Regions from separate parts of the Mus musculus genome. Here regions 1, 2, 3, 5, 6 and 7 are each linked to region 4. A link is a contact called in public ChIA-PET, HiChIP or PLAC-seq and promoter capture Hi-C data. All regions are on one chromosome and are shown on one strand. The core of a region is the stretch at or near the end of the contact, and the rest is flanking DNA. Distances in the headings are between cores, read along the strand shown.

Evidence for each region. Promoter capture Hi-C pulls out the DNA fragments that hold promoters and counts their contacts. ChIA-PET counts read pairs in DNA pulled down with a chosen protein or histone mark. HiChIP or PLAC-seq counts read pairs in DNA pulled down with a chosen protein or histone mark.
Region 1: a contact with region 4 is called in an RNA polymerase II ChIA-PET map of memory CD8 T cells, with 6 read pairs. The contact joins the enhancer-like site here to the promoter of Pex7 in region 4. A contact is called at or near these places in 1 of 39 promoter capture datasets (liver), 1 of 115 datasets of contacts at active chromatin or transcription factors (memory CD8 T cells) and 2 of 9 other capture datasets (adipose tissue and macrophages).
Region 2: a contact with region 4 is called in a promoter capture Hi-C map of pre-B cells, with 4 times the contacts expected there. The contact joins the enhancer-like site here to the promoter of Pex7 in region 4. A contact is called at or near these places in 7 of 39 promoter capture datasets (the 3T3-L1 cell line, the C10 cell line, the HPC-7 cell line and 3 more), 1 of 15 datasets of contacts at CTCF or cohesin (the NIH/3T3 cell line), 3 of 484 Hi-C or Micro-C datasets (the HPC-7 cell line, liver and pro-B cells), 5 of 115 datasets of contacts at active chromatin or transcription factors (T-cell acute lymphoblastic leukemia, bone marrow-derived macrophages, double positive thymocytes and 2 more) and 2 of 9 other capture datasets (adipose tissue and liver).
Region 3: a contact with region 4 is called in a promoter capture Hi-C map of embryonic stem cells, with 3 times the contacts expected there. The contact joins the promoter of Olig3 here to the promoter of Pex7 in region 4. A contact is called at or near these places in 9 of 39 promoter capture datasets (the 3T3-L1 cell line, the C10 cell line, HPC-7-derived erythroid cells and 5 more), 2 of 484 Hi-C or Micro-C datasets (the HPC-7 cell line and cortical neurons), 1 of 115 datasets of contacts at active chromatin or transcription factors (forebrain) and 1 of 9 other capture datasets (adipose tissue).
Region 5: a contact with region 4 is called in a promoter capture Hi-C map of the C10 cell line, with 5 times the contacts expected there. The contact joins the enhancer-like site here to the promoter of Pex7 in region 4. A contact is called at or near these places in 4 of 39 promoter capture datasets (the C10 cell line, hippocampal neurons, liver and 1 more) and 1 of 115 datasets of contacts at active chromatin or transcription factors (extraembryonic endoderm stem cells).
Region 6: a promoter capture Hi-C map of pre-B cells shows a contact between it and region 4, with 4 times the contacts expected there. The contact joins the enhancer-like site here to the promoter of Pex7 in region 4. A contact is called at or near these places in 6 of 39 promoter capture datasets (the C10 cell line, embryonic stem cells, hippocampal neurons and 3 more) and 1 of 9 other capture datasets (liver).
Region 7: an H3K27ac HiChIP or PLAC-seq map of embryonic stem cells shows a contact between it and region 4, with 2.9 times the contacts expected there. The contact joins the enhancer-like site here to the promoter of Pex7 in region 4. A contact is called at or near these places in 6 of 39 promoter capture datasets (the 3T3-L1 cell line, embryonic stem cells, frontonasal cranial neural crest and 2 more), 1 of 15 datasets of contacts at CTCF or cohesin (the NIH/3T3 cell line), 2 of 484 Hi-C or Micro-C datasets (the HPC-7 cell line and liver), 5 of 115 datasets of contacts at active chromatin or transcription factors (bone marrow-derived macrophages, embryonic stem cells and thymic regulatory T cells) and 2 of 9 other capture datasets (adipose tissue and macrophages).

The regions. Positions count from the first base shown.
Region 1 is chr10:19,331,339-19,334,921 of GRCm38.p6, forward strand. No RefSeq gene overlaps it. Among named protein-coding and RNA genes, the nearest start is that of Olig3, 23 kb to the right of the region's middle. Within about 2 kb of position 2,248, at least 17 of the 459 cell types and tissues checked have an H3K27ac peak or open chromatin away from gene starts, as enhancers often do. A contact at or near this core is called in memory CD8 T cells, where this site is marked.
Region 2 is chr10:19,184,515-19,187,759 of GRCm38.p6, forward strand. All of the region lies in intron 2 of Gm20139 (predicted gene, 20139), which reads left to right. Among named protein-coding and RNA genes, the nearest start is that of Gm20139, 44 kb to the left of the region's middle. Within about 2 kb of position 1,642, at least 168 of the 459 cell types and tissues checked have an H3K27ac peak or open chromatin away from gene starts, as enhancers often do. A contact at or near this core is called in the HPC-7 cell line, T-cell acute lymphoblastic leukemia, adipose tissue and 7 more, where this site is marked.
Region 3 is chr10:19,354,366-19,357,952 of GRCm38.p6, forward strand. Olig3 (oligodendrocyte transcription factor 3) reads left to right here and starts at 2,174. Exons shown (of 1, transcript NM_053008.3): 1 at 2,174-3,587. The coding sequence starts at 2,264. The coding sequence ends at 3,085.
Region 4 is chr10:19,905,689-19,908,997 of GRCm38.p6, forward strand. It overlaps Pex7 (peroxisomal biogenesis factor 7), which reads right to left and starts at 1,986. Exons shown (of 10, transcript NM_008822.2): 1 at 1,771-1,986; 2 at 157-214. The coding sequence starts at 1,885.
Region 5 is chr10:18,993,752-18,997,025 of GRCm38.p6, forward strand. No RefSeq gene overlaps it. Among named protein-coding and RNA genes, the nearest start is that of Tnfaip3, 20 kb to the right of the region's middle. Within about 2 kb of position 1,975, at least 45 of the 459 cell types and tissues checked have an H3K27ac peak or open chromatin away from gene starts, as enhancers often do.
Region 6 is chr10:19,289,857-19,293,430 of GRCm38.p6, forward strand. No RefSeq gene overlaps it. Among named protein-coding and RNA genes, the nearest start is that of Gm40607, 48 kb to the left of the region's middle. Within about 2 kb of position 1,380, at least 14 of the 459 cell types and tissues checked have an H3K27ac peak or open chromatin away from gene starts, as enhancers often do. A contact at or near this core is called in pre-B cells, where this site is marked.
Region 7 is chr10:19,206,967-19,210,563 of GRCm38.p6, forward strand. It overlaps Gm20139 (predicted gene, 20139), which reads left to right. Exons shown (of 4, transcript NR_038021.1): 4 at 1-981. Among named protein-coding and RNA genes, the nearest start is that of Gm40607, 35 kb to the right of the region's middle. Within about 2 kb of position 1,310, at least 55 of the 459 cell types and tissues checked have an H3K27ac peak or open chromatin away from gene starts, as enhancers often do. A contact at or near this core is called in embryonic stem cells and stem cell-derived epiblast-like cells, where this site is marked.

The DNA of each region.
Region 1 (3,583 bases), core at 998-3,497, 570 kb before region 4:
TCCTGCTATCCACAATTCCCCTTTCCTTCCTCCAAACCCAACCACATCCCCAACTTTGTTCTTTTTAAGATCCATGGTCTCTTTGTTTTCCTTTAGTGTGTGTTTGTGTTCCTGAATATGTAAATGCACTATATAAAAAACCCACATTTTGGAATATTTAAATACTGCTATGTCTGTATAATGTTACTTGCACGCCCCTATTTTGGAAACCATAGTCTAGGGGCAATCATCCTCCTCCCTGTACGCATGAGATCACAGCTGCTAAGCGTCTGCTCTTCAACAGATGTCAAGAAACTGATTTTTCTCAACTTTTGCAATTTTGTACTATAATATGAGACTGATAGCATCATTAGGTACCTGAGAGCATTATATAACTGAAAGAGATTACTGTATCTCTTCCTTAACAAAGAAAAACATTTCAGACTATTAGAGGCGAATAACAGATTAATATTTGCATTTATACTCATATTTATTTTTATACACATAGACTAGCGTGTCTTTCATCTCGAGTCAGAGAAGCTGCTTAGGGTGAAGGTTAACACAGAGAATACTACTATCTGGTCAAAGTGGTGAAAATAATGACTAATGGCCATTCAGCCTTAAACAGGGCATCTTTATCATCCCTGGCCTTGAGGCACAGGGAACTTCACAGATGAATGAGAAAAAGGATGTAAGAGCTGAAGAATGGGAATGAATGTCACAAAAACTGTCATGTAGACACAATATTACTGATGCAACCATGATCGCACAGCAGCTATACACACCAGCAGGAGATTGGTCCCTCCAACTCTCATCATGGAAAAAGGAGGCACCCAGAAGTCTCCATCACTTCCTGGGGAGGTAATGGATGTTAACAGCTGATGAAGGGCATGGTATCATTTTTTTTTTTCTACTTGTCTGGCCACTGGGGAGCTAAGTAGGAAGAAGGGGTCCAAAGGGAAAGGAGGAAGGACATTGAAGGATAACAAATGGGGAAAATGAGTATTCTAGAAGAACAGAAGATTGTTGCTATTTGCTCTGAATCACTTACCTATCCTCTCATTCAGGTTTTTTTTTTTTTTTGATGGCTAGGGGTCAAGCCTGAGGGATTTGATCATGATAGGCAAGTGCTGTCCCGCTGACGTACACCCCAAGGCCTTGTATATTTTTTCATAGGGCTTGCCAAAGCTTTTGAGGGTCAATGTTCCACTGACTATGGAATACAAGTTTAGTATAACTTTTATTTGTGCCAGTGTGGGCAGTTGTTTTAAAATTCCTGAACCAATTAACTTGTTTAGGTTTCCCAAGGTCACAGTTTCTTCATCTGAAGCTGAACTGATAAAATATAGTTCCTATTATTATAAATACAGTGTGTTTTGGCACTGCACAAATTACTGTGGTAGCAATATGGCTACATTAAAAATCTACCTAAAAGCTCACTACAAAAACCTCTTCATTCCACAGAGAACTTCCACAAGGCCAGTTCCACAAGACTCGCTCTTTGGAACTGTTTGTGCCTAGTGGACAGTCAATGAGTTGCTACCAAAATTCTACTGTATGAAAGCCTGAATTGCATCATAAGTAGCCCTGCCTGGTGATGCACAGCTGTAAAGTCAGCACTTGGGGAGTGGAGATCAAGAGTTCAAGGTAAGTTTGGGATACATGAGACCCAAGAAGAAATGAAGGGAGGAAAGGATGGGGGTAGAGAGAGAAAAAAAAAAGGTAGGGGATGAAGGAAGGAAGGGAGGGTGGGAGGCAGGGAAAGAGGGAGGGAGAAAAAGAAGAAGGGAGAAAAAAGAAAGGAAGGGATAAAGGAATAAGAAAGAAGGGAGTGAGGGAGAAAGGGAAGGAGGGGGAAAACACTCAAAATAAACTATACTAGTACATAAAACATAAAAGAAATTACTTTAGGGATAAAATATCTTTTTTCTCTTTTTCTGTCAGTTGAAAGTGTGATCACAATTTACTAGTCTGCTTTGAAATAAGTTACTCTACTGGCTACTAGATTCATTCATTTCATTTCAGAATAACTGTGATTGTTTTTCGTCTTATGTGTTAATTATAAAACTATGAGAAAATAGTCGACAATCTTATGTACTTGGTGAAGAGAAACTGTCCCTTGTTGTTTTGAAAAATAATTTTGGGGTGTGGGGACACTTAAAAATCTCAGATTTCAGGCTCTTCCAAACTCATAGATAATTGGCCTTGCCAAATGATCTCAGGAGAATTGGCCTTGAGACATATTTGAATCATGAGGCATTCTCGCAATTCACCACACTTTACCCACTTCCTGTGCTCATAACAAGCCAGAGAGGCTGCCATCTGTGGCACACAAATAAAGACAAGAAGGAAAGTTTAAACATACACACACACACACACACACACACACACACACACACACACACACACACACACTTTCCCTTACCTCCAATGCAGTCAGAAGAGGTTGTGTTTGTAAAGAGGATTATCACCTGCTGGATCCTCTTCCACTGTGAGGCTAAGCCCCTCAAGGTCATCCAACTATGGCAGGTGTTGGCCATACTATCTGACCCTGCCAGAGCTGAAATCTTACCAGGATATCTCAGAATAATTTTCTAGTGCAAAGGTATTGAGGGGGATCCCAGAAGTGTCACATTCCCCTTATCTTTCTAAGGAAGTGTCACATTCCCCTCATCTTTCTAAGGCAGGAAAATAGGGGCACAGAGAAAGGGCAAGTGGGGAGGGGTGCTGCTATGAGAAAATCTGAACAGCTCAGCCTTCATTCAACATGAATAATTAAGCAACCTCACCATTAAATAAACCTTATAGCCATTGGCTTCTCACCTTATTTAGATAACTAAGTTTATAGATCCTGGGGTCCTTGGTGCTAACTAAATGCAGCTGAACATGAATTCTGCAATTCATCTAGAAAGCAGGGGAAATCAGACTCTTTGCTCTGTCTTCAGATGGTCAATGATGTCAAAAGTGATTGCAGACCCACTTTGCAAAGTCCAAGAACAAGAAGAGGGGGCTTTGCCATCCTACTTTACCCACTAATGGTTTTACGCCTAGCACCATCATCCTTTTAAGTCATAAAACCTCATATCAAGCACTTTGAGTGTCTACCTTGCTGGATAATGTATTTTGCAAAGCGCTATACACAATGGTGGGGTTGGAAAATCCTTGTGCAAAATCAAGATGGCAATGCTTGTACATCTGCCTTCCCTGAGTCTACATCCAGCAGAATCTAAGTTGACATTCTCACAGAGGTGGCTGCATATCCATGTCTAATGCAACACTATTTATTGTAGGTACTATATAGAATCATCCTAGATGCCCATCAACAGATGAATGCATAAAGAAAATGTGGCTTCAAAGCAAAGCACAATTCATGTATATGAAAACATCACAATGAAACACATTGTGTCCTATGCAACCGGTAAGATGATACAAAGTTGAGAAGATGGCTGTGCTGATGGTCAGCGTTAGTTTTGTGTCATTTAGCAGTGATCTGGGTTGACGAGTGGTCATCTAAGCAGTTGATACATAGTCTAGTAAGTTTCAATACTTGCTTTTTCAGATCCCATGGTATCAGAGCTATAGCTTCAGTGTGGCAAAGCCAAAA
Region 2 (3,245 bases), core at 392-2,891, 720 kb before region 4:
CCAATCCTTTAGCTCAAGGGAGGACCAGGCTACCTCTCACAGTCCACTGCTTATAAAATCACAGTATATTCCTTATAAAATCTTCATGGTAACCTGAGGCTGTTCCTGGACAGCTGTTCTCTCTATTTTATCTTCCTGGGTCCCTTAAGACATTTACATTTTAACCCTAGATCTATTTGTTTAACCAGATAGTAGATTCTTCTAAGCTAAAATTTAAGACATAGGACACCATAAACATGCTTTAGCCCTTGGGGGCTGAGGATTGTGGGTATTGTTGGGTATGTGAGAGTTACTATAAAGATGAGTAAGTCTGGTTCCCCTCCCCGCATTGTTCTCCAGTCTTTGATGGGACCCTTTACTCAGTTTCTGCTTCATGCCATTCAGATCTTTTACACAGTCTACTCATTAAATGACACTTTTAGGTGGTTATGGTCTTGTTGATGTTGAACTACAGATAACGTAGAAGCAAAAAGCAGACAGGCCGTCCACGGCAGAGCTAAGCAAGTTGTTTTGACCGTAACCCACAGCAGATGTTACCGTCAGGACTCTGTGTACTGTGATGTACTCTGATCTAGTCCCTCCCCATCCCATGATGCTTGCTACGGCCTACAGAGTTGAGTTCTCAAGCAAAACTGTGCTCCGTTTCATGTGCTCTGTGGTTTATGAAGCTCAAATAGCCAGGTTTAAGAAGTTTTGGTTTCTCTTAAGAAATATCTGGTGTCACTCATGGAGGCTCACACCTCCTGTAATTCTACCACTTGGGAGACTAAGACGGAAATAGTGCTGAGATTTCAAGGCCAGCCTGGATCTTAAAACACCAAAGCAGTTGTTTTTATTTGTTTTGTTTTGCTTGTTTGTTTGTTTCATTGGTTGGGTTTTTTTTTTTTTCTCCTTATTATGAAGACTCCTTATCTATTCATCAGTTGGGATCTCTTGTCATATTCTCTCTCTCTCTCTCTCTCTCTCTCTCTCTCGGTTTAGTATCTTGAGTTAGGGCCTTACTGAGTATTCACGATCCTCCTGCCTCAGTCTCCTGAGTGCCAGGATTTCAAGTGTATGATACCATGTCTAGCTTGGCCAGAGCTTTTTGTTTTAAAATACAGTGTCGTGGATAGAGGAGACAGTTTTGCTCTATTGGAGTCTTATCTACTGAAACTTTTCTACTCGCAGTGGAGTCCTGGAACTGGAGAGAAATTCCGAGGGCAGGTCAGAAGCCTCCACTCCAGGGTGTCCCAGTTAAACCTTTCCAGGTTTAGACTGGGAATCCTGATAAAGTAAGTCACAAAAACGTTAGCTCTTTTCTCTTTTCAACATGCCCCTCTGCACAGCACTGGCCTCCAGCGTGGTTTACCAGCGATCAGCTTGCTGAAGTTTTGATGTCCCTGCAAAGTGCCCAGGTGGCTTGTTTTACTTTGTTTTGAGTTCCCCTGGCGTTCCTTCCAGGTCGCAGTTGCACGGTTGATTTGTTGACTGTGGTTTGAGGTCAATAAGAAGCTTATTCTAGAGAAAGGTGGAGAGAAAACAAAACAAAACAACCACCCAAGATTCAATTGCCCGCGTCAAACAGCTGAGGAAGCTGAGTGTTGTCAGTGGTCGTGAAAAGGAAGAGTGACGTCACTCATTGGTGAAGCAGAGTCGTGTGCTGCCATCTATTGGTAATTCTGTAAAACTGCAGGGTTTAAGCTTTTAATGCCACTTGTTTTAAAACTATCTTGGGAGTGGGGGAGAACTAAGATTCATTTCACCTGCTCTCTAAAGTTCTCCTTCCCAAGCAGCCTAGATCTAGTTAAAGACACTGTGGCTGGCAATGACCTATCTTTAACCCGGAAGAAGCTCCTCAATACGGGAGACCAAAGGGACGGGGGGAATTCCCACACCGGCTCCTGACTGTCCAAGCCGACACACTTCCCCTTCAGGATGGTTTGAGGGAAGAAGAGCCTGTCTGCACGTCTGAGAGATTTCAAAGAACACTCTGTTCTTATCCTTCAGATCTCTGATTGCTTCATGGGCTTTCTGAGAGCGTGTGCAGAGGGGAGCTTTTACACCAAACAAAACAGCTCCTGGGTGTTTGATGCCTGATGCTTCTACGTTCTCCAGTGTCTGGATGGTTTGTCTTTGAGTGAAAAAGGACATTGCATTCCCACCACTTCCATTATCAAAGAGGCTCAGTTCATTCACAAAAGGAAATTGATGCCTAAATAAAGTTAACAGAATTCTATGTTTAAAGGGTTTACACTGGAAAAAATAATCACTTAGTGGCAAATACAATTTAACTAATTAGGCAACTATGTATACTTGTGAGATTTATTTCAAGGGAAATGAATGGCCATGGTTCTGTGGTTCTGTGTGTTTGTGTGTGTGTGTGTGTGTGTGTGTGTGTGTGTGTGTGTGTTTGTGTGTGTATAGATAGATAGATAGACAGACTCTTCTTGTTGGATGCTCAGATACATAAATGAGCAATGAAATTAAAATCTTTAGCCCTAAAGCCACAACAGTAGGAACTGGTAATAAGTAGTTAGGTGGAAGCATGCAGGGAAGGAAGGTGTGTGGAGGGGCAGGTCACCATTTTTTTGGGGGGGGGGGGTGATCAAGGTGTGCCTTAGGAAAACTGCATCTGAACAGAGACTCCAAGTGTGTGGAAGAGTTAATCTTGTAGGCATGAATAGGAATATACTAGATGTGGGGGTCAGAGGGAGTTTGTGCAAAGGACCCAGGCTGTGTCTGGAATGGTAGTCTGAGACAGTGTTCATGGTAGTACAGAGGGACAGGTTGGGCAACTCCTCTTGAGGAAGCTGTCTTGCCCTTCCTCCTCCAGCAGTAAGACTTACACCCAGGGCTTCATGCACGCACGCTGGGCAAGCAAATCTACTAAGCTATACTATAACTTTGGGTTTTAGTCTTAAGTGCAAGGAGTCACTACTGTCTTAAACCAAGGAACCCTGTAATTTTGCACAGCTCTTACAAGAGTTACTCCAGCTGGCCCTTTTAGATAGAAAATAGGCAAATAGGCAAGGTAGGAGATCCATAGGAGACCTAAATTCAGTCAAGCTAGGGACACTGTTGGCTTGCACTGCATTTATAATGGGGTAGGGGGTTGAGAAATGATGAGATTCTGTACGTCAAAATTTAATGACAGATTCATGAGAGCTATGCAAAAGAGTGGTCCAGGACACAAAAACCCCAGGATTTTTTGTCCTGAGCACTGGCAGAAAACTGGCACCATATGGATCTGGGAGATGGCTAGG
Region 3 (3,587 bases), core at 924-3,423, 550 kb before region 4:
AAAAGACTTTCATCCCGACTGCTCCATTTCCCTGGGTTTGTGGCTTGGCTACCACTTTGGAACCTCAGTTGTTGGGCAACTACTTTGCTTATAAACCTCACTTAAGGTGCCAGTATCTTAACCAAAATGGAGCCGTCTGGCGGCTTAGGAGAGTGTTTTAGCTCTGAAATTAAAAGTGCTTTGTGATATTAATCTTTCCACCCTATGTGAAAGCCCCTGGAGTCTCGTTTTAAGGAACTTTCTTTCCACGGAGGTGTGAGCAATAGAAGACTCAAGTCCCGTCTTCCAGGGCTTTAAAGCCCTGTCCTAGATGAGAGTCTGTTGACCATGTTATTTCTTTTAAACCAGGTCAGAGTGAGAAAGCATTCACTCCAATGTCCAGTCTCTGTATCCTGCTGGTAGAGGACTAGAAAGAGTTTCACTGATGACTGTGTGTCAGTATACACGACCTCTCCAGGGTTTACAAACTCCCCCGTATGGGGGTACCCTCTGCTGACTGTCTCATTTGCGTTTGTAGGAAATGAAGACTCCTTTTTCTGGTTTTCCCGGTGATTGTAAGGCAAGCCATGTCTGCCTAAGGTTACAGTACAAAAGTCTCTTGCTTTTCTATAGAGACACTGCCTTAACTTAGCTTTTGTTCATGGAATTTTCAAGCCGGGAGAGATGGGGTATCCAGCTGCTTTTAGAGGCCACCCTTGCCCAAGACTACTTTCTTTCTAGGGATTTCTGTGTTCCTGCCTCTGGTGCTAAAGAGCAATTTTTGATTGACAAAAACATCGAAAAGGAATGGGGGCGGGAGCAGGGATGTCTGTGCCCAGTTATGAACTTGCATCTATGGAACACAGCAAACTCCAGGTCTGTTTATCCTCAGAGCCACGGCTTTGTAACAAGCCCGCAGACAGGTATCTCCAGGTCCTGTGCACACACATACACACACACATGCACACGCACACACACCACACACTTGATTTTACCCTGAACTCCCGCTCTGCTCAGCTGCCGCTCCAGGTGGTCTGGTGCTAAACTCTGGATGCTCTCAGCTTTCACCCTGAGGCCAAAGACTGCCTTCATCCCATCCCAACACACAGTGGAACTTGAGGCGAAGAAGGCAGTTAGCTACCCCATTTGGGAAGCTGGAACCCCAAAGATCTGTACCGAGCTCTTGAGATTCGTTTCAATCCCTAACTCTCCCATTTTTCTTCACCCTTTTCTCTCCCCAAATTTTCTTCCTAAATTGATTTTCATATAACATTGGGGGTTTTGTCTCTCCTCCCTCAGTTCTATAGCTAAGAAGTTAAAGAAATGTACAAAACCAAAATTATTTCAATTCGCTATTTTTAACGCAAAAGAAGACTTCTCCACAGTAGCATCAAAGGCAAAAACGCATTGCCAAATGGGCACATGTTTTTTTTTTTTTTTTAATTTACCGGAAAGGGCAAATAAACAAAATTAACTGAATTTAGAGAAAATGTACCAGTGAATAACAACTTCAGTCAGCAAAGTCTCCAAGTCTCCCTGGTTGAACCTGCCCCGTTTTGGCTCCGGTATCCGGCTTTCTATTGAGACCTTGTTTTGCCCACATTTCTGTAAACTAGATAGAGAACAACCCATATCTTCTAAGTCCAAAGTAACGTCGTAGGCTGATCTTCCAGGCAACTTCTGTTCCTTCCCTTCATTTTAAGTGTAAGATTTGGTTAAAAGAAATAGAATGAGGGGAGTGGCACAGAAGAAAGTTTTTAAAGAACAAAACAACAACAAAAACAAGAAGTCCAGTGCATCCGCGGTGAGTGTGTCAATCAAAGGGTTTTGTGCCTGGGGGCTCCTTGTGGTTCCAAGCAGAGGTGTCCCAGGGCGGCCCCACAATGAATATGAATAGGAATCCTTGCTAACTGGGACAGCAAAGCGCACCGCCCTGAATGATGATGGCACGTCATCTTAACCAGCCCAGGATAGATAGGAGGGCTCCTTTTGTCTCTTTTCTCCACTGCAGCGCTATAAAAGCCCCTCTTTTACTGCAAGAGGTTAGTTCAGGCACACACCAATGTGCAGTGCAGGAAACAGCTAAACCAGAGATAGCGAAGCAAGCCAGGAGAGAGAGAGAGGCGGGGCAAGGCAGGGCCTTGACTTTTCTTCTCTGGTTTTACAACTGGGGAAGTGGGTTCCTGGACCTTGCTTTTTTTTTTTTTTTTTTTTTAATTCAAGATTCTCTTTAATTTCCTGCCTAAAGGCTCCTCAACCATAAGGCCGCATCTCTTGTAATAAAATGAATTCTGATTCGAGCTCTGTCTCCAGCAGAGCGTCATCTCCGGACATGGATGAGATGTACCTAAGAGACCACCACCACCGCCACCACCACCACCATCAGGAGAGTCGTCTGAACTCGGTCTCCTCCACACAGGGCGATATGGTCCAGAAGATGCCAGGGGAAAGCCTCTCGAGGGCAGGCGCCAAGGCTGCAGGAGAAAGCAGCAAGTACAAAATCAAGAAGCAGCTGTCGGAGCAGGATCTTCAGCAGTTGCGGCTGAAGATCAACGGACGCGAACGCAAGAGGATGCACGACCTGAACCTCGCCATGGATGGTCTGCGCGAGGTCATGCCCTACGCTCACGGGCCCTCGGTGCGCAAGCTCTCCAAGATCGCCACTCTGCTTCTGGCCAGAAACTACATCCTCATGCTCACCAGCTCCCTGGAGGAGATGAAGAGGTTGGTTGGAGAGATCTACGGGGGACACCACTCGGCCTTCCACTGTGGGACTGTGGGGCATTCGGCCGGCCACCCGGCACACGCAGCCAACGCTGTGCACCCGGTGCACCCTATCCTGGGCGGCGCGCTCTCCTCTGGCAATGCCTCGTCCCCTCTGTCCGCGACCTCCCTGCCGACCATTGGCACCATCCGTCCTCCCCACTCACTGCTCAAGGCGCCCTCCACGCCGCCCGCGCTACAATTGGGCAGCGGCTTCCAGCACTGGGCGGGGCTGCCCTGTCCCTGCACCATCTGCCAGATGCCACCACCGCCGCACCTGTCCGCTCTCTCCACCGCCAACATGGCCCGGCTTTCGGCTGAATCCAAGGACTTGCTCAAGTGAGCCACGGGCTGGCCCGGCCGGGAGGAGGAAGGGAGAGCTGAGGCAGGGGTCGCAGTGCCGGGCCAGGAGGGAAAGGGAGACTGCTCGGCCTGCGGGAGGGTGGGCGCGCGGCCCCAGGCCTCGCCAGCGCCCTACAGATCCAGATTCCAGTTGACCCACCCCAGCGGGGCGTGCCAAAACCAAACTGGAATACCTAGGTGTTAGCGAAGGGGACTGGAACCCGAAGTCCTGTTTTGCATGCATGCTTCTTTCCCTCATGCCACGCCAGTATTTCTCACTGTGGTATGCTCTTGTCAAAACTGCATTTGTTGTTTAACGATGGGATCAGTGGAGTTTAAAACTTGCAAAGGAACTTTGGAGTTGGCTCTTTCTGGCTGTGTTCTTATCTTGGAGGAAAGATGGCTATCCCTTTTGTGCAAAGCAAATGTAAATATTTCATCGAGCTAGATACACTTATGATTGTCTCTGCCCTTATAGATTTTTCAGAGACAATGGAGAGAGA
Region 4 (3,309 bases), core at 736-3,235:
GAGCTCTCAGCTGTTCCTGTAGCCATGACTTTGCTCCACCATTATAGACTCTGACCCTGACCCACTAAGATTATAAGCCTAAAGTAACTACTTTCTTTTGTAAGTTGCCTTAATCTTGATGCCTTATCACAGCACCAGAAATGTCAATCACTTTACCTTCTAAAAATCTGAAGTCCAGATTCATTTTGATCCAATACTAATAGAGTTCCACAGCCTAGAAGAAATACAAAACAAAACAAAGCCCTAAGTCATGTTGTTTAACCTCCTGGGAGTCATCTATGATGAAATCTTAAACATTGTGGACCAGCTTTAACTACCACAAATTTCCCATAAAATAACTGCAACCGTATATACAGAACAATTAAAAGTTACATAGTATGCTTCAGTCCTTAAATATCCAACTTACCATCTGGCCAGACTGGAATCGGAACACCAGTCTGGGGAAACGCATCAGAGTGCCAACTCACACCGGGCCTGGTGCTAGGCACGCAAACCTTTCAAGCTGGAGCTAATAACAGAAGACAAGGAAGGCTTGTGCTTACAAACCCCCAAGACTGTGGTTCTCCCCTGCTGATACACGCAGAACACACCAATCACAGCATTTTAAGACAGTATATGTGGAAATACCATATACTCGTTGGTCAGGTGTTGAAAACAACATTAACTTCAGTTATGTGCCAACAATCAATAATTTTTGCTGAAAGACTAATGTCTCTTTCTCTCCCCCATCTCACACTCCATTAACATCTGTTCAAAGGGAATCTGCACTTGAACTTTACAAGGTAAGATGACTAATTACTATGCTCACATGCACATTCAACTGTTCAAACTAGAGTCTTCACAGAATTTCGCTTTGAGTTTTTGTGATCAGTGAGGTGGGTAAAGTGTTAAAGATCTTCCACTTAAACGTAACTGATGAAGAAGAAAAAAAAAAGTCAACTGTCAGGTCAGAGACCCGACCCCTTCCATGTGCAGAGCCAGCTTCTAATCCCAGTACCCACTTGGCAGCTGACAACCATCAGTAATGGATCCAACACCCTCTTTGAATCTTCTCTTCTGACCTTAGCTGGCACCAGGCATGGTTCACAGACATACATACAAGCAAAAAACTCAGACACACACACAAAAAATCTCTAGAAAACAATTCCTAATTATACCAATTTCTTGTAAGAAACCTTTATAAAAGTCTAAAGTTTGATGGCCAAGAACTGTGAACCCAACCGTGAAAGCACTAAGCACTAATGGACAAACTATACGGAAACAAGTTTATTTACCACTACTTTTCAGAAATCGTATTTTTTTCCTGCAGTAAACAAGTATTACAGATCACTGACATTATGCAATGGTTTGCCATACACTGCTCCTGTGCATAAACAGCAGATGGGGTATAAGTTAAAATAAATGGCTTGAGCACTTAGACATCTCTGCACATTTATCCACTTCCCCTAGAACAACTAAAAGCGAGCACAGAATTTTCTAGTTTTTTTTTTTTTCTTTTTCAAGAAAGGGCCAGCGTCTCCCTAAGTCTCTGTTGAGGATGGCTTTGAACTGGTGGCTCTGTTGACTCCACCTTGCAAGTACTGACAAGTGCATCCTTCTTACAGAAGGGAAAGGACTAGCTGTAGACTTCCCCTGGGCTCCAATGCCAACTCCGCAGAAAGGGGGACCTAGGAGGGAGGGCCGAGCTCTGTCGCCCCCTGGCGGTGGCGGCGGCACCGCGCGCTCAGCGGCGCGTCCTACGCCCGCCCCGGAGGCGCGGCCCGCGCTCACCCGCGATGCCGTAGTGCTGCGCCGCGGCACAGGCCAGGCGGCCCGGCAGGTACGGAGAGAACTCGGCCGCATAGCCGTGGCGGCCGGGCACCCGCAGCGTCCGCGCCGCGCTCATTCCGCTCGCCCGCCGTCACTCGGCCTCCCGGCCCGAGCGCGGAAACAGTCTCGAGGTAGAAGTGCCCCACTGCGGCTCACTGAAAGTCCAGGAAGGCCGGGCGGAAGTGACGACGCCGACGCCCGGAATCCTAGATTTTGATTGGGCTACATAGAAAAGGGAACTGACGCCGCGAGGACCATTTTTCTTTTGGGCAAAAATCCAATGATTTGCTCTAACTAAAATCAACTGGTCTTTCAGAGATTATTCTAGACCTAAAAGAGAAGATACTCGCTAGGAGTCACTTCAGACAGTTGTTCACGTTTAATTGCAACCTCCATGTTTTTTTTTTAAATAAAAACCTTGTGTTTTTATTAATTGCTTGAACTTTAAAACTTTGCTATTCTGACATTTTCCTGATGGTTACGAAATAAAAGCCACAACAAACTCGGAAAGCAGTTAGTGAGTCCAAGGGCAACGAATGGAGTACTAGGTTGCCCAAGGTAATTTGAATCCAGACAACAATGAAGTTAAAGGATAGGACTATTATCATGTGCAATTTGCGGTCTATAGGTTTTATGTAGTTAGTTGCACTATGCAGATATATTCCAGTAATTAAGGAAGACTTGGGCTCATTAATTTCTTCATTCAAATGTTTGCCAAGCATATGCAATGTGGTAGATGAATGTGCAGTTTGCCAAACCAAACACTGAAGAGTGAAAGAGACTTGTTAATCATTAAACCAGTCAACCTGCACAGACCAAGTCATGTACCAAGCTTGGTGCTAGACTTTTGCATTCAAAAGACCCACTGGGATACGTGGTTGAGCTCAAGAGATTACAAGACTTGAAAGCTGTCAAGTGTAATCAAAATGCTATTGATGCTGTGATGAATATACACAGATGTTTTTAGGGTAGGGTGTCAGGGAACATTTTAGAAAGGAGATAATCTAGGGTGAATTCATACAAATGACTTTCTCTAACTAAAAAGTTGGAAGCCATTGTGGGATCAGGAGAAGGGTGAAGAACCCAGGAAACCTAAAACCGCAAGGGATGGTAGCTGCCAGGACTCAGTCTAGCCTGATAGAGAAAGAGCACTTTGGGTAGATTCCACCTGGTGAGAGAAAATCAAATGCTCCAACATGAACTCTTGTATTGTACCCCATGCCCAAGGAACTGTGCTGCAGCTTAAATAATAGAGATCTGTGCAAGTTTTCAGATATGGATCATTTAGTGAGTTATCATTCCCAAGCAACAGTAACTGGAGGCTAGAGATTGGCAATGGAGTACAGTTAGAGACTTTAGCAACAACTCAAGCAGAAGATGCTATAGTTGGGTAATAGTGTTTTGTTGAGAATTATGGAAAGGTGTGGAGAGGGTACGCTTAAGGGTCAAATGAAGACAAAAAGCTTAAATGGTTTCCAACTCTTAGTATAGTACTTATCT
Region 5 (3,274 bases), core at 725-3,224, 910 kb before region 4:
GCACTTTCTTAAGACACACACGTGCTCCTTCCTGATTCCTGCATAGGCTGACAGTAGCCAATTGTACTTCTTAGTATAAAAAACTAACAGTGTTGGTGAGATGGCTTATCAAGTGAAGACCATTGCCACCAAGCCCGATGGCTAGAGTGTAATCACCAGAATTCACATGATGGAAAAAGATAAAAATACAAGGTTGCCCACTGATCTCCACATAAACACCAGTGGCGTGTGAGTGGGTTTCCCTTTACTGACAGGATAAGTTGTATATACACATGCACAAACACATAGTCTCACACACACACATACACACATAAACACACACAAAGCCTCACAGTCACACAGACACACACAGACACATACACACACATCATATATGTTCATACCATTGATTCGGTTCTCTAGAGAACCCCCTGCCTCATACACACACAGACTTGCCTGGAACTCATAACTTCCTACCTCAGTCTCTTGTGTAATGCAGTTACGGATGTGTATGCCACCATGCCAAGTTCAGAGGACTTTGCACAGTGCCAACATGGGCATTCTCATCCTTGGCTTGGGATGGCACTTGTAGACTTCAGATATTTTCCTTTCACAATCCAGTGAATCTAACATGCACCCAGGGTTTGGACTCACTAGTTCTCATGGAAGCAAGTAAAGTTTGTTGTATACAGTGGCAGGGCACACCTGAGAGATTTATATATTAAAGCTATTCTCTTCTTATTATTAACTAAACTCGTGAGTTAAAGTTAGTAGTTTGGGAAAGCTTTAGCATTTGTTAGAATGAATCCCATGACATACCAAGTTTTAAATACTTTTACATTTGATGATAATTGATTGAAAATCTGGAAAGTTCCTGGAAGGCCCTTGGTCCTTAGTCTAGGCTGGAAGTCTGGAGATACTGGTTCTGGTATCAGTGAGGGCATGAACAGCATCAGCAACAGAGTAAATTAAGATGGAAGGCCAAGGGGGCCAAAGGCCAGACATCTTCCTTCTGCCACACCCTTTTACCGGGATTGCTCCCAGGTGCCACCCAAGTGGGAGTGGGGAGGGGGGAGCATCCAACATCAATTAAGGCAACCAATCAGGATAATTCTTCAGTTGAAGATTCTCACTGAGGTGATTCTAATTTGTAGCAAGTCGATAGTAAAATTAATCATAAAAAGTGTGTTGTGTGTATGTGTGTGTGTGTGTACTTACAGTTGTATGGAGGTCAGAGGACACACAGTACAATCAGTTCTCTCCTTTTTCCTTTAGGTGGTTACAGAGGATCTACCTCAGGTCACCAGGTTTGTGAGAGAAGTGCCTTCACCCACGGAACCTTTTTTCTGCCTCCCTAATATGTTCTCTAAAATATTTATTAGACAAGAAATCAGAAGTGCAGAGGCGTGAGACAAGTTGCTCAAGGCTGAGTAACTGCAGGTAACAGGTCCAGGAAGACAAAGGTTTCTGTTAGAAAACATCAGGCTCTTCCTGGGATGTTTGGAGTTCCTGTCTTCTATGACGTCAACTAGTCTAGAAAATGTAAAGGAACCTTGATTTTCTCCATCAGAGGGGTTCAAAGCTGGAAACAATTTGTTTGGGTAATATTTTTTTAAAGGTTTAGTTCAGTGTGTGTGTGTGTGTGTGTGTGTTTTCAAGTGTCACTGGAGGCCAGAATAGGGCCCTGGAGCTGAACTTCAGGCAGTCAAGAGTCACCAATATGGGTGCTGGGAACTAAAACTGAGTTTGCAAGGACTCTCAACTGTCAAGCCGTCTCCTCAGCCTCTGCTTGGTTAATATTTAAGGAAACTGAAAAAAGAAAAAAACTGGTTTCCAGGTAGTAAAACATTGGCCTAACATATGGGAGGCCCAACCCTCAAGACCAGGAAAAACAAATCTGGTTTCCAACTTTAAGCACGTGTACAACAACGGGGCTTTTAGGTGAAACTCTGTACCCGCGTGAAGGAACAGAGTGGCTTGCCTGAGTAGAGCCACTCACAGTTACTCACATGACAGTGACTGCTCACATGACAGTGACCCACTGTTGATGCTGAGGAACAGAGAGTAGCACTGCCAGCTTGCATATCAATCACAAACCCAATATAATTTATCTCACGCGTTTAAGATCAAAATGTAAATGTAAAGATGTCTCATTTTTCTTCTTACACCACTTAGTGTGTATACCCCTGAGCTTTAGGCCTATGCGTGAGGCCAGCATTTAGTAGTCTTAGCTTAAGGAAACTATGAGCAGGTAAAGTTATAATAAGTAAGGGAGGGCTGACAAAGAGGAAAAAGAAAGTAAGAAGACAGAAAAACACTCAAGCTCAGGCTAAAGTCCAGGACAGAGGGCAGGGAAGGGTTTGAGATCCGTTCCACAAGTGTTGAATGTGGGAGTAGAGGGAAATATAGAAGTGACTAGGAGAGGGTCGTACCCCCTCAAGCATGGAAAAAGTCAGACATTGAATATTGTGAGCCCCATTTGGGCAGCATGTTACCCTGTGTCGTGTAAAGATGGCATTCAGCCGCAGTAGGAGTGAACTTCTGGGAACTAAAGAAACAATACCTCTTTCTACCCAAGTTTTGGGGCTGACGCCTTTTGGGGAAATATTTTCTTTACAGCTTTGATAAGGTCAGGGGTCCCCACTTTAAAATAAAAATAAATTTACCTATAACATGAAATGGTGACCCAAACAATCCCCAGAGGTTCACCCACTTCAGATGGAAGCCCTCCTCTAACCAAGTCCTTGGTGCCCTTCTAAACCCTCTCTGTGCCCCTGTCTGGATGCCATCCTCTGAGTCAGAGGTTAAGTATGTCACTTCCTACTTTAGAAATCCTTGTGAGTTATGGTCAGATGTTAGTGTTCATCATGCTGACTGAAGAATTGTAATTTATCATGCTGGGTGAGAAATAGGAGAAAGAATGGAGGAGAGAGTCCTTTGAGAGTTTATGATCTCCTGGGTAAATAGTCACACTGCACAGATAGGATGGGTTGCAACAGGATACCAACTACCATCACTGAGCCACAAATAGCAAGTATAGAAGAGAAGGCTCAAATTAACTGTGCCACAAGAAATCAAGTGTCCAGATCCAGAACGAGGGGTATTCTGTAGAATAACTGTCACAGGCTAGGCCTGGTGGCACATACTATAATCATAGCACTTGGAAGACAGGGTCAGGAAAACAGCCATGAGTTCAAGGCCAACTTTGTTATACCAATTTCCTAGTGCTACATAAGCAAGACCCTGTCTCAAAAACATAACACAAAACAAAGTCAGAGCCAACTCAAACCTCAAG
Region 6 (3,574 bases), core at 130-2,629, 620 kb before region 4:
AAAATGGAGGCCTGGCTTGTGAAATTTCAGAGGGAAAATTAAAGACTTTTTTCAGGGCCATTGCTAGTTTGATTGTGAAGATTCTGTGGTTCTGGTTAGCTGGGGCTGAAGAATCAGCTGTGATTAACAAGATACCAGAACTACTAAAGTGAAACCTTTGCATTACTGGGACTATTGATGCTGGTTAGCTGGAGCTAAGAAATTAGCGGTGATTAAGAAGAGACCAGCATCATTGAGGTGACATCTTCTGGGAAGTGTTTTCTGAAAGCACAAAGAGGCTGTGTTCCAGAGTTAGCCAAAGTCGTACCTCATGCTGCAGCAGGACTTGGTAATGTGTAAGAGTCACCCAGGTGGTACTGGTTTTGAAGGCATGAAGGGGTCATGCAGAGCAGCTCAGGCTCGGCACTGTGAGAGGCCATGGAAGGCCATTGGTGAAGGTGCAGCCTCAGTTGCAATTGATGGCCCAGGACTGAAGGGGTCATGCAGTGGTTAGGAGATTCAAGTATCATGAGATGACCACCAAGAACAGCAGAAGCAGTGGAGTACAGGCAGCTGGAGCCTAGAAGACAAGGTGTGTGCTACAAAGGACAGGGCTGGAGAAGTGACCCAAGCCCTTGGAGGAGTCCAGAAGATCGTGAGTGGATCCCAGACATTGGACAGTTTGAGTTTGATTTCACTTTTGATTGTGACTGTGCCCTGATGTTTTTCCCTCTTGAAGGAAGTATTTGAGTGGAGCCTGCAGTTGAGAGACTTTTAATTGTAAAAAGACTTTGGATTTTAAAAGATAATGGATATTCTAAAAGCATTGAGCTTTTAATAAGTAAAGACTGTGGTACTTTTAAAGTTATTTAAGATCTTGGGGATGAATAAGAACTAAGGGTTGAGGCTTACTAGTGATGTATTTGTGTGTCAAGTTGACAAGGGGTCAATTGTACTGGCTAGTTTTGTGTCAACTTGACACAGCTGGAGTTATCACAGAGAAAGGAGCTTCAGTTGGAGAGATGCCTCCATGAGATCCAACTGTAAGGCATTTTCTCAATTAGTGAGCAAGGGGGAAAGGCCCCTTGTGGGTGGGACCATCTCTGGGCTGGTAGTCTTGGTTCTATAAGAGAGTAGGCTGAGCAAGCCAGGAGAAGCAAGCCAGTAAGGAACATCCCTCCATGGCCTCTGCATCAGCTCCTGCTTCCTCACCTGCTTGAGTTCCAGTCCTGACTTCCTTGGTGATGAACAGCAGTATGGAAGTGTAAGCCGAATAAACCCTTTCCTCCCCATCTTGCTTCTTGGTCATGCTGTTTGTGCAGGAATAGAAACCCTGACTATGACAGCACATCAGCATCTGGCATTCTCAGTTTCTCCACTTCCTACTTGCGGCTTCTGTCCCCTGAGGCAGCGTCAGATTGACTAAGTGTTCCTTGTTCCACCTTGCCCCTTCTTTCTTAGGCTCCTATTAAAATACTTTTTTTTTCTTTTTCTTTTTTTTTATTTATCCACAGGTGCTGACTTCATTGTCTTACCAAACTCACAACTGGGTTAGAGGCTTGTTAGAGCTGTGTGCTGGTCCTGTGTACATGACCAGCTCTCACCACCCGCAGGCCTGGCTTGCCTTTTGAGTAAGCCTTCTATTTTCCTTTCCAGTGCTGGGGAGAGTTTGGCTGGAGCTGCTGCGTTTGGTCTCTTTGTTTCATTGTTATGTTCTATTTCTCCACCTTCAGCTATCCTACCCGCGCTGTTTGTGAGTTAAGAAGCTTTCCCTCTTTTTCTGTCTCTGCGGAGTCTGTTCTGTGTCACCTGCACTCCTCTTCTTCATTGCATCACACAGAGACAGTGTCTAACCCACCCTCTCACACAAGAAAATAGGAAGTGGTTTTTATTAACTTCCAAAGTAGATATGAAACTATCAATTAAACGATGGTTTATTGTGGAACTAAGTGATGGGGTAAAAGTAAGTCAACAAGCCAGAGAGGTTGTTCTATGTTGGGTTTTTTGTTTTGCTTTTTGCATTTTTTAAAAATCTGAATATGGTGATATTCAGGAGTGGGCCTGAGTCCCTTGCAAAATGCATGTTTTCCCAACTTCCACTTTAGGGAAGAGTAGAACTTAGCTGAAAATTAGTGGTGGCTGGGACATGCCATACTACACAGAGAAGCACCCAGTGCAAGCCTCTAGGCTGTTTCCCTGGAGAAAGATGATTAGGGTCATTTTAACCTATTCGTACCATTATGTAAAGAGACAGTTCTGCCTACATTAAAACTATAAAATGCATTTTGGGAGTTGTTATTGTGAAACACCATAGTAGAAGAATTGATTCTAAAGGTATGCTATTTGACAACTTTGTACAAATTTTAACCGAATATTATAAAGTTACATTATATTTATTAGTTAAAAAGAAAATCTGGTGTTTAAATATTCCCTTTAAAATAGCTATCAGCTTTCTAGACAATTAGCTGCCTAACAGCTGTTTCCAAAAATACACTAACAGGAAGTAATAGTTCCATGGAATTAAGGACTTAGCAACTGCTTCTAATGATCCTGTTACACCCAAGGAGCAAGGAGAGTGTTGAGAACACTTAAATTAGGGGAAAATGGGCATCATTTTAAAAGTTCAAAGCTCTGATCAGTCTTGAAAACATGGATAAGAACTGATTAAGAGACTTAGGACAGAAAAAGATGTCTGAAATGATTAAGACTTCAGTTAACTTTGGAGATGTTTTGTCTCTTTAACTTCAATCCTGCTTGCCACTTAGCAAGTGTTTGCTGTTTTCATCAGCGGCCAGCCTTTCAGTTAGAGGAGTAAATGCATTTTCCCACAGACAGTATTGGGGTGTTACATGTTTGCATAACACGGGATAGACCGGATTCTCTTCATACACTGAACATTGAACTCTGATCAATGATTACATGGAGTTTTGTTTTGACTGTACACCTTAAGCAATTACTTCTCTCTCCATTTCTTAATAATATAGCCTTACTGTCCTTTCAAATAGAAAAAAAAAATTGAGACCTAGTAGAACTGACTCCAAGACCCTTGAGTCTATAGACACACTCATGAATAGGATACCCAAAAGTCTTTGCAACCCCATTCAAATTCACATTTCAAGTTAGGTTCTTGAGAAAGCCATATGGCTTGGCCAAAAGTAATTTGTCTGGACTCTAAATAAGTGGTGGCTTCCACTAAAGGAGATGCTGCAGTCTCTCCAAAAGGACTTCAGGGTACCAAGAAAGAGACACTGGGGGAGGCCTCTCTTCCACTGTGACTAAATCATCTTTTCACAAACATCTGGGATGGTTATTGTTTGTCACTGTGGGCACTTGAGAAATGCTCTCTGATCCTACCAAAAACCTCTGGTTCTCTGATCTCACAGTCTGTCTCTCTCCATCTCTCCCCCTCAACCTTGCTTTCTTTTATCTCTATATTTTACATGTATCCAGTTTTGACAATGATTGGATATCTATTTGAGTATGTTGGTACTTATTTTCTTACTAACTAAATTACATTTAATATGCTTACAGTGTTTCAGTGAAAGTAATGTTGAAAATTCTCATTGTAATAAGTTCTGTACTTCTTCACTCTACA
Region 7 (3,597 bases), core at 60-2,559, 700 kb before region 4:
TGTGAGTGGGCACGTGTCTCTACAGTCTCACCAAGTGTGAGTGGGCACGTGTCTCTACAGTCTCACCAAGTGTGAGTGGGCACGTGTCTCTACAGTCTCACCAAGTGTGAGTGGGCACGTGTCTCTACAGTCTCACCAAGTGTGAGTGGACACGTGTCTCTACAGTCTCACCAAGTGTGAGTGGGCACGTGTCTCTACAGTCTCACCAAGTGTGAGTGGGCACGTGTCTCTACAGTCTCACCAAGTGTGAGTGGGCACGTGTCTCTACAGACTCACCAAGATTGTTATCAAGCTTTTGAATACTTCCCAATCTGAGGATCGAGAAGTGGCTTCTTTATATAGTTTCAATTTTATGGGTGAAATTGTGCATCTTTATCTTAGTTTAAGGACATGGTAATTTACATCTCTTTAGGGGAATGAATTGTGTCTTACGCTATTTAAAAAAATAATTTTAGTCTTTCTTTTTTGTCTGTAATATGTACCTTAAATCATTTCCCTTAGTTTGTTATTTAACTTTTATGATTTTAGCATTAGTTTTTGTAATTAGATTTATTGTGTTTGCTCTTTTGCATTTGAATTTTTTTTTTCTGTTTTGTTTTGTTTTTTTCAAGACAGGGTTTCTCTGTATAGCCCTGGCTGTCCTGGAACTCACTCTGTAGACCAGGCTGGCCTCAAACTCTGAGATCCGCCTGCCTCTACCTCCCAAGTACTGGGATGAAAGGCAAGCACCACCACTGCCTGGCCGCATTTGAATTTTAAATTGAAGTTGAGAGCCTTCAGTCAACAATCAGCTTTTAGAAGATCTCACTCTGAGTTCTTCTGGAATTTGTCAAGTTGATAGAATTCTTATTCCATTTGGAGTTTATCTTTGTAACTCTGACAAGTGGACATAGTTTTATCTTTATTCCAAATATTTTTCTAATTGTACCACTGTGTTTATTGGATAATTTGTTATAATAAAACCTATCATTTTCTATAATGAATACCTGCTTAATAGTAAAAATAAATTAAAATTATTTCCACCCCCCCACACACACATAAAAAATCAAAAAACCCACATTAAAGTCTTTCATCAAAAATCTTGCACCAAAAAGAAATAATGCCACTTACTACAGTTTGATAAGATTAAGTATCATTTATTAAAAGATGAAAATAAAGGAAACTGTTTCTTAATCAGAGAACAAGCTCCATCTGTACCTAAAAGACTCAGGATAAACACGCCCCGCCCCACCCCACCCCCCACCACGCTCTAGACGTTCTATCCGTGAGCTTTGCATTCCTTCTGTTCATGTGCTGATGACGCTTTGTGTTCAAGACAAAGGCTGTGCTGTGGTTGAAGGTCAGGGCTGGGCTGCGATCTCCACCACACTCCACCTCACGTCTCTTCTTTCTCAGTGTTTTCCTAGCATGTGTAGTTTTCCATGCGAACAATAGTGTTCATTTATCGAGTTGAAGCATTTGAAGTGAGCAGGGACTTGTTTTATTGGAATTTCACTAAATCTTCAGACTTAAGTCACTAGATCCCTTGGAACTGGGGTACAGACAGCTGAGCCCGTCAGCGTGGGGGCCAGGAAGACACTTAGGGCCTCTGAAAGAACAGCCCATGCTGTCACTGTTGAGCTCTCTCTCCATCCCCTTGTTTTCTTATTTTTATTCTCAAGTATTTAATCTCTTAATTCCATTGTAAATGAAAGTTTTTAAAAGTATTTTTAAGCTGGTTTTTATCTGTATATATGAAATCCATTGACTCTTTTCACCTGATATTTTAAAACATAATTTTATTGCTTATAATATATAATCCTGATATATTAATTCTTTGAAATTTGCTTAACGCATACAATTTACTCTAACAAACCGAAAAGACTTCCTCATAAAATATATTGCTTTAGTGAGGTGACCTGTAATTACATTATTAATTGTGTGTTGTTTCTAGTAAATGTAACCAGCTATTAAACATAGAATGTTTCTAAAGTTAGTTTAGAATTATCTACCTCAGTGGTATTAACTTTTTATTTCAAGCATGTAATTAAGAAGGCTGACACTCAGGGATGGGTCAGCTCAGGTTCCAGTCAGGCTGCAAGATAGACTCCTCTTTTTTAACAGTAACACTCACTAATTCTCAACAGACACCATCTAAGGGATATCAAACACAGGTGCTTGTTTTCTGAAAAACAAAACAAAACAAAACAGCAGCAATGTTTTCCTCTGTCTTCATAAGTTGCTCTTTCCTTGTTGTGAAAAAAAAATTCTTGAGAAAAGCAACAAGGGAGGAAATTTGTATTTTGACTCCCTTCATATGGTTTCAGTCCTTCAGAGACAGTGTAGAACAGTGTGGTGGGAATGAGTAACAGAGGGTCCTCACACCACTGTGGGACAAGAAGCAAAGGGAATGGGGCTAGAAGCAACGAAGAGAACAGTCTTTCAGAACCTAGTCTTCATGACGTATTTCCGGGACACACTTCTGGAATCTCAAACCCAGACCTCATGAAGTATTTTCAAGATTCAGGTGTCACCTCTAGAGACCATCAGCCAGGAAGCAAGCCTCCATAGCTTGAGCCAGTGGGTCAGAGCATTTCTCCTCTCTTCAGTTCCCTTCAGAGACTCCCATTTACTTCAGCACACCGACCTTTTCTGTGCCACCTAAATTGTCAATACGTATTAATAGACAAGTTCACAATATTTGGAAGTGCCACAACATCCATAAAGGTTTTAGATGAATTATACTATAGCTTTATTCACAGCACTTGCACATATTTATGAAATGGAGTACTGAGAACAACTGTACATCACATAATGTCATTTCTGTCAGAGACAGACCACACTCATGACAGTGGCAGGCAGCAGCTTCGGGTTTGTGGTGTCACCACATAGCTTGAGGACATTATTTTCACATGTGTCTAATTTGGTCTCACATTAGTTTCTTCATCATGACACAGAAACTGGCTGCTAACATTGCCAGTAAGAGACCCATGGAGTGAACTGAAAACAAAACTGAAAGTAAAAATCAGTGGTTTGCATTGCTCATCAGGTGGGCGTGTCATGGTCTACTTCAGCTGTGACCCTCCAAGAACAGGAGCAAAATGATAACAGCTATTTAAAAATCTGCTTCATGAAGGCAGTGACAGCAGCAACATCCCAGAAGAAACTATCAGCTATGGAGATAGTATCAGTGACCTGTGTAGATTACAAATAGTGAAGCCCTTTTCCTCTAGCCACTATGATGATCAAGAGCGAAAGGCTTGTTTGTAATGTTCACTGAAAAGGCTAGATGGAACTATGATAATGTGTTTGCTGCAAGCTCTGGGTAGTTCTTAATGACTTCAGAATCATTTACAGTCTGAAACTGAGTGAGTGATGGGTCTGTACATACAGGCGTGTGGTACTTAGGCCTTTACCACTTAGGTCTGTGTGAGTTCAGATGTGCATTTGCACCATGGCAAGACAGCAAACTTAACTGCAAATTTCTCCGAAGGCTCTCCTATTGCCAAGAGACATGTGAGTGTACACGTGCAAGTTACTCCATCGTAGACAGCGTTTTGTACAGAGATAGATTTAGAGCCTTTGTAAGAGCTCCTTACATGCCTCTTCTCTGGAGGC